Regions from separate parts of the Capra hircus genome. Here region 2 is linked to region 1. A link is a contact called in public Hi-C data. All regions are on one chromosome and are shown on one strand. The core of a region is the stretch at or near the end of the contact, and the rest is flanking DNA. Distances in the headings are between cores, read along the strand shown.

Region 1 (5,720 bases), core at 2,968-5,467:
CCAGGCTTCCTGTCCATCACCAACTCCTGGAGCTTGCTCAAACTCATGTCTGTCAAGTCGGTGATGCCATCCAACTATCTCATCCTCTGTTGTCCCCTTCTCCTCCTGCCTTCAATCTTTTCCAGCATCACGGTCTTTTCTAATGAATCAGTTTTTCGTATCAGGTGGCCAAAGTATTGGAGCTTCAGTTTCAGGATCAGTCCTTCCAATGAATATTCAGGACTAATTTCATTTAGGATTGACTGGTTTGATCTCTTTGCAGTCCGCGGGAATCTTAAGAGTCTTCCCCAACACCACAGTTCAAAAGAATTAATTCTTAGGCATTCAGCCTTCTTTATGTATGGCCCAACCCTCATATCCACACATGACTACTGGAAAAACAAATTTTTAAAAATAAACATTTTGTCAACCAGATTGACAAAGACTATAAAGATTGAAAATATTAAGTAATTCCAAGATCTCAAAAGCAAAAACAAGGTCACCAGCTCTGATGACATCTGAATTATCTCTTTTTTCTTTAATGCAAATATACAGATAGAGATTTTGACCCAGAAATTGAACTTCAAAGAAGTTATCTTAAAGAATTAAGTCTAGTGAACATTTCTTGAAGCTTTCTGAGATGCTGTTCCCTTGTTATAATCCTCAAATTTGGCTCAAATAAAATTTTCCATTTCTTTCATTAAAAAAAAGAATTTAACGAGATAAGTATAGCAAACTATAAATTCAAATATATCTACAGAGGAATTATTGGCAAGTGAGTAAGATTAGAATCAATTAATATATCCAATAAGAACTTTAATGAAATACAGTTCTATCACCCACGTGTTATTATAGACCAGTGCTTCTAAAAGGGAGTGACCCCCTCCTTAAAAATCACTTTTGGAATTCCCTGGTGGTCCAGTGGTTAGGACTCCACACTCTCACTGCCAAGGGACCAAGTCCGATCCCTCATCTGGGGACTAGGATCCCACAGGCCTCACAGTATGGCCAGAAATACAATCTCCCCCCTAAACCAACAAAAAAACCCACTCATTCAACCCCTGAGGTGGCGTTAGCTTCCTCAAGAATGTTAGGTCAGGAAAAAAACTGAAAATAACTATGTAGGAGCCCTAACACATAAAGAAAGTTACTTTCGAATGTTGAATAAAAAAATCAGATTATAAAGCCATGTGTGAAGAATGCTCCCTTTTTGTTTTACTAGAGAAGGATGTATATATAGCCCATTCTTCCCTTAAGTGTTCGCGGTGGTGACCCCTATGCAGCAGGTTATGACTTGTGTTTCTGATTAGGAGATTTGCTAATCTCTGTGTTTCTCTGATAACTTTTACTATGTAATAGGAAATGATTACCTAATAATACTTAAATAATCATTATGGTGTAAAAACCCCACTATAGCTCCATATGCCTAAGGATAAATCCCCAAATCCTTAGCATGACATTCAGGGCCCTGTGAGCTGTACTTTCAGGCTGATCTTCAAGCCTCCCCTCCCACCACTCCCTGCACTAGGACCTGCCTGCCTGTCCCCTGCTCATCGCAGTGCTTTCTCCCCACTCTGCATGCGGTTTGTGTTCCGCTCCCTCTGAGATCAGCCTCACCAGTGTATGAGGGGCTCCTTCTATGACCCAGAAGGGCAGAGTCTCTCTTTTAGGTTGAGGAAAGTGGCATCCTGGCAATATGAGGACACAAGAAAAAAGCAGAGCAGAGAGACTTCTTTCTAAAAACAGATTGAGGGACCTCCCTGGTGGTCCAGTGGCTAAAAATCCATGCTCCTAATGCGGGCAGCCTGGGTTTGATCCCTGGTCAGGGAACTAGATCCCATGGGACACAGCTAAGACCCAGTGTGACCAAAAAATCTCATTAAAAAAATGAAAATGAATTGATTATTTTTCTGACCACACACATGGTTCCAAATTAACCTTCTCTTTGTATTTTTTCTTTAGTCTGAGTTGTCTCATGTGAGATGAGAGGATGGATTGCATTTTTTCCCCTGTCTTTCTGGGTCCCCAATTCAGCTGAGCCCTAACACTGTTTTTCAGGCTTCTTAGACCTGCGTCAGATATTTGCAAAGTCTGAGATTGCCTGGCTTGGTGCTTTACTTGGCTGCCCTCAGGTTCTGTTCCAGAGACCAGATGAATGAATGGTGAATAGACTCCAGTGTTCTGGAGGGAAATGGGGAGACAGGGGAATGGCCGGTCATTAACAGTGCTCAAGCAGAAAAAGTTACTCTCAAAAATAGTGCGATATTTGTTTGCAGCTCAGCCATTTCCATTCCTTACATTCTTTCTTTTTTGCCTTTAGACAAAAAAGATTTAAAAAAAAACAATTTTGATTACATTTAAACCTTGGGGCAGATGACTACTTCCAACAGAAAACAGTGGGTCTTTCACACCCTCTGTGTCCTTTTATAGCAACACCTGAACAATAAGCCTTTCAGGTTCTCAGTGAGTGGGGATGGGTTAAGCCAAGCTCAGAACAAACCTGGCTGCACTTTGAGCTCAAATAACCCACTGGGGAGGCATGCTTGCCTGCTTTTATTAGAGAGGGTTCTCTTGGCCCTGTGACAACAACAGCTTCCTCTTTCCCTCTGAGATCAGTAGGCTCCAAATGCGAGTGGTCCTCCTCTGTGGCCCAGAAGTTCTTCCAGACTTTCAAACCAGATTCAGCCCCGAGCATAACTTGGAAGGAAGAGAAGATTCTCTCAGGTGCCACTCTTGGGAGAAATAGCCTGGAGGCCAGGTCCCTCACTTTTCTCCAGCCAGCTCTGGAGTATCAGAAATTTTGTTTTGTTTTGTTTTGTTTTGTTTTGGAGTATCAGAAATTTTAAGATCTTAACTCAACACTTTGACCTCAGTTAAAATTCAAGAAGGAACAACACATCCTTTTAAGTTTGTGAGACACAGCCTTCATACGCTTGGATGACGTGTGAAGCGTTGTCAGTCATCACAATGTGAGACACCAACAAGCTTTTCTCATTGCTGTCTCCTGGAGATCATCCCTGAATCAGAGGCCAGACTTTGACTTCTATTATCCCAGGAGTCAAAGGGTCAAGAGAGATGTGAAATGAAAAGCCAAGCAAAATAACAGGTTCTCCCTCCCACTCCAGACACACACACACACACACACACACACACACACACACACACACACACACACAAACACACACAGTCTCTCTCTCTCTCTCCAGAGTTCTGAGCTGGGGAGAGACCAGCCTCAGAGAGAAAGAGCAGAGTGAGCAGCACGAAGTGTCCCTGCACTTACCCCCCACCTTCACCCCCTCCCCACCCTGTGACCCTATGGCTCAGGGGACCTAAGAGAAGAGTGGGCCCAAGTCTGGCCCCCCTGTATGCGACTTCCAGTGTGTGATGCATTGTTGATGCTCTCCCTCCCCCTGGGCCCGCGCAGAGAGTAGTTGAAATGGTAGCACAGTCTTTCCAGGTGTTGGAGAGCTTGCAAAAGCCCCTTGACTCTTCTTATCTCCCAAGGGGTTTGGAAATGACCCAAAGTTTTCCACGGCCCCTGAATGAGACCTGGAAAGTAATTAGGAGAGAGAGACTCAGGGTGCTCCTGGGAGGCTGCCCAGCAGAGGAAATGGCCACATCCCCGCATGGTGGCTCAGAGGACAAAGAATCTGTCTGCAGTGCAGGAGACCCAGGTTCGCTCTCTGGGTCAGGAAGATCCCCTGGAGAAGGAAAGGGCAACCCACTCCCATATTCTTGCCTGGAGAATCCCATGGACAGAGGAGCTTGGCGACCTACAGCCCATGGGGTCCCAAATAGTCGGTCATGACTGAACGAGTAACACTTTCAAGCCCCTCATTCAAGGATAGGGCACAAAGCATCCCAGGGATGAGGACTTGGCTGCATCTCTGAGGAATCGCCCTGTCAGCCGTCTGCTCAGGGGCAAGGTGAGGCTGGCATCCTCTGAACCAGGCACCTTCCGTGTCCAGGGACAAACAGGCCGAGCAATGGAACCAGCTGGGGAGATGGGCAGCCTGCCCCACCCCAGCCCAGGGCTGGCTGGGGCTTTGGGGACCCGGAGGTTCAACTCAGGACAGAGGGCAGGGGAGAAACATGGAAAGGAGCTCGGAGGTGGACTGTGAGTGGCTTAGAAGACTTGAGGTGACAAAGATAAAGCTCAGAAATAACCAGACCAAGTTGCCTGTGTCAGATGGCTGTGGCTTAACACTCGTGTTCAGAAATCAGATTGTGTAAGTCCCAGGGCAGCACGACTAGCAGTGGGATCTTGGGCAAGCTGTTTTGCTTCTCCTGGTTTCGTGACGACCATGCAGCTCACCTGCCCACAACCCCTGGCTGTTCAAAATGAAGAAAAAAAAAAATTTTCCCCCGGCTCTGTTAGTTGTTCTACAGCCTCTAGGGGTGGGACAGCAGCTGACTCCAGCCCGGTTTCTACTGCCTGTTTTATGTTGCCCTGGAGCCGGTGAGCCCAGAGGAGGCGGGTGGAGAAGGACAGGGAGGTCAGGGCTCTGCCGCCTTCTCTGTCATTTCCCTTCATCAGGTGTCCCAGCTCCCCAGCTGAGGGAACTCCCCGGCCAGCGCTGAGAACACCCTCCTCATCAGCGATTTTAAAACAGTCCTGTAGAGGGCGCAGTTTCATCGTCCCAGAGGCTGCGGAGGCTGAGTCAGGTTCTGAATACTGTTCCGTCCATCGGATAACCTCCTCAAAGCCCCGAGGATAGTACTCCTGGGAAAATGGAGAAGCATGGGGCTGCCTCTGGACGAGAGAAACTCCTGGCTCAACTCTAGGGAAGGTGACAATTGCACTGATTCTGACATAGCCAAGTTCCTGGGTCAAGGCAGCATACAGGTTCCCCACGCTTAGAAATCCGGAAGACATCTAGACAGGTGCCAACAGTCTCCAGGGAAGATGTCAAAGAGGTGGCGGCATTGGAAGTAGACCTTGATGGATTTGGGGACCAATGCCAAGGCAACAGAGACAGAAAATGGTAAGGTCTTGTTAAAATCTCTTGCTTTAAAATCAAAATTCAGTGTGCTTAAACTGTTCACTTTAAAATGGCTAATTTTATGTTTTGTTTCACTTAAAATTTTTTTTAAATGCATGAGATGGTTCTATGTGTGTATGTGTGTGTATATATGTATATATGTGTGTGTGTGTATACATAATTCATTTATTGTTGCACTAGGTAATAGTTCAAAATCCAAAGATAAAAAAACATATAGGGACTTCCCTGGTGGCCCAGTGGTTAAGACTACAGGCTCCCAATGCAGGCATGCAGCAACTAAAAAGATCCCATACAGAGCAACAAAGACCTGGCATAGCCAAATAAATTAACAAATAAATATTTTTTTTTTAAGTGTACAATGGAACTCTGTTCCAACAATGTTACGTGCCAGCCTGGATAGGAGTGGATTTTAGAGGAAAAGGATACATGTGTATGTATGGTTGAGTCTGTTTGCCATTCACCTGAAACTATCACACCATTGTTAATTGGGTATATTCCAGCACAAAAAGTTTAAAGTTTGGAAAAAAACAAACCAAAAAGGATATTAGTAAACACTTTTCCAGTCTTTCCTCCAAATGCCCAGTTTTCCATTGGAAAAGCAGCTAATGCCATAGTTCCCTTTGTATTTATCCAAAGATATTCTATGCAAACACAGGGAACCGGGTATATGTAGTCTTTATTTCCATTCTTCTTTTACACAAATGGTAGCCTACTCTGCATGTGTTTGGGCACCTTGCT
Region 2 (5,725 bases), core at 984-3,483, 70 kb after region 1:
ATAACAGTGATTACACAGAGGGCCCTGTTCTGAGTGCTCTCTGGGTATTGATATGTAATCCTCAAGTCCAAATTATTATTATCTCTGAGAGTGAGTCACTGAGACAGTGAGGCTGTCACCGTGGGTCACAGGGTAAATATCGGGGCTGGGAGCCAGTGTGAGAGCTGGGGATTGAGCACGTTAAAAGTGGTCTTTATGAACAGCTCAGATGCCTTCTCTTCCACTTGACGGATGCCAGGAGTGACTCAGAAGAGAGTAGAGGCGGAGGAGGGGAGCTTGGCTTTCGCTCTCTGCCTTAAACATCTTTATAGTCTCTCTTGAGGCCCTGCTCCCGGGGCTTCAACTTGGCACTATCAGGGCTCCGACTAGCCCTCTGGGGGCCTGGAGTTTGCTGGAGCTGCCCTCCCGGTGGATCTGACCACATCCCACAGGGAGTGGGAAACAGAGCCCGGGCCTCCAGTCACGCAGCCTTGCTGCTCACCAGCCTCATGGCCTCAGGTGGTTTACTTCATTTTCCCAGCCTCCATTTCCCCAAAGGTAAATTGGAAAAATAGGAGCGACCTCATGAGGGGTGTGGTGAGCGTGTGCAGTACAGTGGCTGGCACAAGTTCTGCTGGAAGTAACGTGTCCTGCCTCCTCCCAACCGAAAGCCATCGGGGAGCGACCACCGACGGCCACAGCCTTCACGTGCGGCGCCACAGAGGCCAGGTGCACCATCCTGGAGCCTGTCTCTCCGCACTGTCTGCTTTGCTCAGCCCTCCCTGAAACACTGTGACCTATGCTTGTTTTGGCAGGGCAGGGAGAGCCAGGACTCACAAAGCAAGCCTTTGAATCTTCTCACCGTGTGGGATTGGTCCGTGCAGTTTGAACCCAAAGCCCAGACGTTTTTCACAAACCCTCTTTACGTGGAGAAGCCAAAACTGGAGAAAGTCCAGCGGAAAGGAACGCATTTCAAAGTAAGATTTGTGCATATCTAACCCCCTCGTCTGTGCAGAGATCTCCTTGTCTGGAAGGATTACGTTTAATCTGTGGATTCTGGGCACAGTCTCACAGAGTTGAGACTGTGATGGGCAGGTTGTCAGGGCCCCTGAGCATCCTTGCTTTGGCAGATGCACGTTTGTCCTGAGTGTCACTGGGGTTGCCACGGGGAATCGAAGGTGTCAGCCCTGCCCCAGTGTGATTGACAGAGCAGAGGGAACGCTGATCACAGGATGGGTTTTGTGTCATCTGTACCAGTTTAGGTATTCACTAGCAAGGCCTCTCTTCATGCTAAAAATGGTGTTTGTGACTGACATGTTCTCTCAGGGCCCACAGAGCTCTGGCACAACCACCTCCCCGCTCCATTCTGTTGGAGCTGGAAGACAGCCATGGGCACCACGTGAGCAGACGGGCCTGGCTGTGTTCCAGTATTTACAAAGGCTGGCACGGGCCAGATTGGGCCCGTGGGCTGTTATTTGCGGACCTGGGCTTAAATGACAAACATCAAATTATTTGGGTTTCCCTTTAGATATTTGTTCCTGATTTTACTAGTTATTGAAACTCCGACATTCCCTAGATGATGTATGATGTACATGGCATTTCTTGTTCTGCCTCCTGACTTGGGAGCCCCCCACAAACAGGAGAGCAGGGTGCTCAGTGGTGGTCACTCGCAAGTCAGCATGTCACTGCCTTCTCCACCACCATCTTTCTGGTTCAGAAGTCCTGCGGGGCTCCTGGGGGCCTGACCAGTTCTCCATTCTAAAGGGGCTTGGGGACCCATGAGTCAACGCCAGCACTCACAGAAGATGCCTCTGCTGGCTGCCGCTTCACCCCTTCAAGGGTCCACAGGCCCAGGCTGGGTGTTAGTGCTCTTGGTTCAACCTCTGTCCTGTCTGCTGGGCCAGAACCACCCTGTGCTCCGGCATAGCCAAGCCAGAGGTCAGTTTTGTCAGTGTGCTGTGCCCCCTGGTGGCTGCACACACACCTGCCGCTGGGTCTCGATGGCTCAGCTGCCCCCCCTCTGGTGGGCACAGAGAGGTCTGGCGAGGGCACTCAGAGGTCTGAGGGAGGAAATGAAAGCTCTACCTGTAAGTCCATTTCTCTGCCCAGGCCATGTTTTTCTGAGGGTCCCTTCTCATAGGTGGGAGTGGAGAACCTAAGGGCCCAGGTTGCAGGAGCTGGCCCGTGGGAGAGGCTTGAGCCGCAGGTCAGGGCATCTGAGGTTGTATTAGCTCATGCAGGGCCAGCGGTGGGCCGACAAGAACCTTTGAGGCCGTTGGGTAAGGAGTCCTGGTGTCAGGCCTGGGGCCTCTTTTTGGGGGGACAGGCAGCCTTGGAGATGTTCTGTAGAAACCAAAGAGCCATGGCCAACCACAGCTGCCCTGGGAATGCCCAGTGGGCTGCCCCAGGAATTATCCCTCAAGACTGTGGGGTCCGCTCAGGTGTGGGGTCCCAGCCTCAGCCCCAGGCCTTGACCAGGCTACAGGGACACAGTGCTGCCCCCACCTGGCCTGTCCAGAATGCTCCATTCACTCTGGGCTTGAGAGAAGGGCTTCCAAGACAGGGAGGGCTCTGTTAAGAGTTCAGGCTCCCTCCGGAGCCAGTCTGTGTGAAACCACACCTGGCACTTGGTAGCTGGGGCCTTTGCGGTTGACTTAACCACTGTGCCTTAGTTTTCTGATGTGTAACGGGGGCAGTAATGGTGACTCTGAGGACCGGGTGAGTGGTTGCATGTTCAGCACTGAGCGTGGAGCCTGGCAGGCAGTGAAGGTCCTGCCTGCTTCCCTTATCCCTGACTCACCTGGGTCACTGGGCAGAAGAGGCTGGCCCCCAACTCTCCTGCCCCCAGATGGAAAGTTGGGAATCCTGGCCATCTCTGACTCGGGGTGTTGTGAGTGGCTTTGCTTTCCTCTCCTGCCCCCAGATGGAAAGTCAGGAATCCTGGCCGTCTCTGACTCGGGGTGTTGTGAGTGGCTTTGCTTTCCTCTCCTGCCCCCAGATGGAAAGTCGGGAATCCTGGCCATCTCCGACTCGGGGTGTTGTGAGTGGCTTTGCTTTCTATGGTATACTTTTATTGTTTGTTCTCCACTCCATAATAAATACGAAGCACTAGTAGGAACACGTTACAGAGTTAGGAGCGTAGCCCCAAAATAAAACTTCTGCCTCCTCTTATTTCACATGACACCTCAGGAGTAAAAGAGATGGGGAGAAACAGCTCCTCCGCAGATTTTTACCTTTATCTTCAGGCACCAAGGATCTGTTGCAACCGTCTGACCATCCTCACAACCCTCTCCCAGTGTATCCCAAAATACAGCACCTAGCTTTGGCTTCAGGTCAAATTCCTGAGGAGGACAAGCGTATAGATGCTCTCAACATCTTCCACCCTGTGCAGCTCGTCGACAAGAACACCCGGCCCATTTAGACAGTCCTCAAGTTCCTTTTGCTCCCATCTGTCTCCTTGTCCAAAAGAACCTTTCTGACTTAGGCTTGACCTCCCCCTGGGTGTCCGACGTCCCACAAGTTAAGCCTGTAAGTTATTTCGTTGGAGCGACAGGCTCTTTAGGGCATTTGCACTTTCCTCACAGGTGTTCAGAATATTGTGGAAGCGAGCCCCCTAAGTTTTTCAGAGAAGAAACATTCTGCTCCCTTCACAAATAAATAGGCCTCATCTCCAGACTCCCCTGACTCTCTTCTTCTTCACTCATTTACCGGCTGCGCTGGGTCTTTGTGGCTCCACTCTGGCTTATTGTGATGGCCTCTCCAGTCGCAGAGCTCTAGAGCCTGGGCGCTGTAGAGCCTGGTGCACAGTCTTACTTGCCTCTTGGCATGTAGAATCCTTCTGGACCAGGGATCGAACCCATGTCCCCTGCATTGGCAGGCGAGCTCCTAACCCCTGCACTACCAGAGAGGTCCTCATCCTCCTGTCTTAACTTAAGCTTGTTCTTCACGAGTCCTTAATACCCTGCGCCTGGTCTCGCCCATTTGTTTAGCAACCCAGCGTGCATCTGATATGCTCATCGTGGAATAAACAGGTATCCCTCACCCACCCACTGCCGCTTTCTCTCTGTGTGTGACGGCATTGTAATGAATTTGCGTTCACAGGGCAGTTCTCATGACTCTTCTTAAAGTAGGATTATGCTTTTTGTTTGTTTTTTTTTGGATGGAAACAACCGTCACTGTGCTCTTGGGCTAACCAGAGACTTTTTTTATTTGTGTTCTCTCTCAAAGCATCAAAGACAACTTTCTCTGCCCCTCACCCAATCGAAATCATCTCCCAAAAGAGGATTTTTCAGGGAAGAAACGGATCACTTAATTAAAAACCTGCTGGGCAAGAGAATCAGCAAACTGATCAACTCCTCGGAGGAGCTGCAGGACGGCTTCCGAGAGTTCTATGACGGCTGGCACAGCAGGCCCCCCAGCTACCAGGGGCTGCTGCTGCCTCGCCTCGAGGGCCCGGAAATCAAAGTCTGGGCCCAGCGCTACTTGCGCTGGATTCCGGAGGCCCAGATCCTGGGTGGCGGTGGAGTGGCCACCATGAGCAAACTCTTGGAGATGATGGAGGAAGTCCAGCGCCTACAGGAGAAAGTCGAGGCGAGACACCACAGCCAGGAAGCCCTCCAGGCAGAGGCTGCCTCGCCACCGAGGACCTCGGGCCGCCTGTCCTCCTTGTTCCCTTTCGCGCTGCTGCAGCGCCATTCCTCTAAGCCTGTCCTGCCCACCAGTGGGTGGAAAGCCCTGGGAGATGAAGACGACTTGGCCAAGCGAGAAGATGAGTTTGTGGACCTAGGGGACGTGTGACTGGCCTGCTCGATGGCGGTGAGAGAGGACCCTCGCAGGCTGGGACAGGAGGTTGGACACGTCGGCTCTCCATGTCGGTGTGTCACGCTAAAGCCGACTGCCAGGGGAAGCCTGGGTCTTCTGGAAAAGAGCTGGTTCTCATTTCTGCCCCCCAGTTCTGAAAGACTATGCAGTTGAAACCCGTATCTCGAGTATTATTGAAAGGAGTTAGTACGTGACCCGTAATACAGCTGTGGCCAGTGTCCTCTGTGTTAGCATCACTCAGACCCCATGGTAGCCACTTTACTACTTAGAAAGGGCTTTGGTAAGCTGTGCTTGGATGCCGTACGGTCCTCACATCTTTCCTGTGCCAACGTGCTTTATCCAGTCGTCAGGAGTAGCGTCTCTCTAGCCCATCCCGAAGTTCAGCTTTACATGATGTGTGCGTGTGTGTGTGTGTGTGTTCAGCTTTATATGATGTGTGTATGTGTGTGTGTGTGTTGGATTAACAGATTCAGATAGCGGTGTTAAGATGTGCAGCCTTCATTTCCAAACCGTAGCAGTTTTCCTCTGTCCTCTTGCCATGCGTGTCACCATCCTGATGTTTCAGACCATCCTCAGACTGTGTCACTTCATGTGGGGGCAGGGTCTGGCTCGCGGCCGACAGCTCCAGGTCCCCACCCCGCCACCGGCTGTGCACTGCTTTCCACTGTCCCTTCGCAATCCCCGCCTTGGTGTACCTCGTCCTGGGATCTTGCTGCTAAGCCTGTGGGTCAAACTGGGGGAATCTCTTAGGTTTGCCCAAAGGAGCCTCCGTTGTCCCAGAGGCATGCAGTGTTTGAAAGAGATTGCTTTGCCTTTTTCCAACAGCATGCCGAGGCTTCAGAGCATCTGTGGCCGCCATCCTCAGGCGTTTTCCCCAGTTTTGCTACCTTACAGACCAGTGAAGAAGATCACTGTCGAACGCAGC

What was found. Hi-C and Micro-C count contacts between places; a contact is called where the count stands out from the background.
Region 2: a contact with region 1 is called in a Hi-C map of blood, with 2.8 times the contacts expected there. The contact joins two enhancer-like sites. A contact is called at or near these places in 3 of 5 Hi-C or Micro-C datasets (blood and liver).

The regions. Positions count from the first base shown.
Region 1 is chr20:41,250,549-41,256,268 of ARS1.2, forward strand. No RefSeq gene overlaps it. Among named protein-coding and RNA genes, the nearest start is that of MTMR12, 10 kb to the right of the region's middle. Within about 2 kb of position 4,218, at least 4 of the 5 cell types and tissues checked have an H3K27ac peak or open chromatin away from gene starts, as enhancers often do.
Region 2 is chr20:41,322,883-41,328,607 of ARS1.2, forward strand. It overlaps MTMR12 (myotubularin-related protein 12), which reads left to right. Exons shown (of 16, transcript XM_018065668.1): 15 at 795-956; 16 at 4,207-5,725. The coding sequence ends at 4,776. Among named protein-coding and RNA genes, the nearest start is that of GOLPH3, 43 kb to the right of the region's middle. Within about 2 kb of position 2,234, at least 2 of the 5 cell types and tissues checked have an H3K27ac peak or open chromatin away from gene starts, as enhancers often do.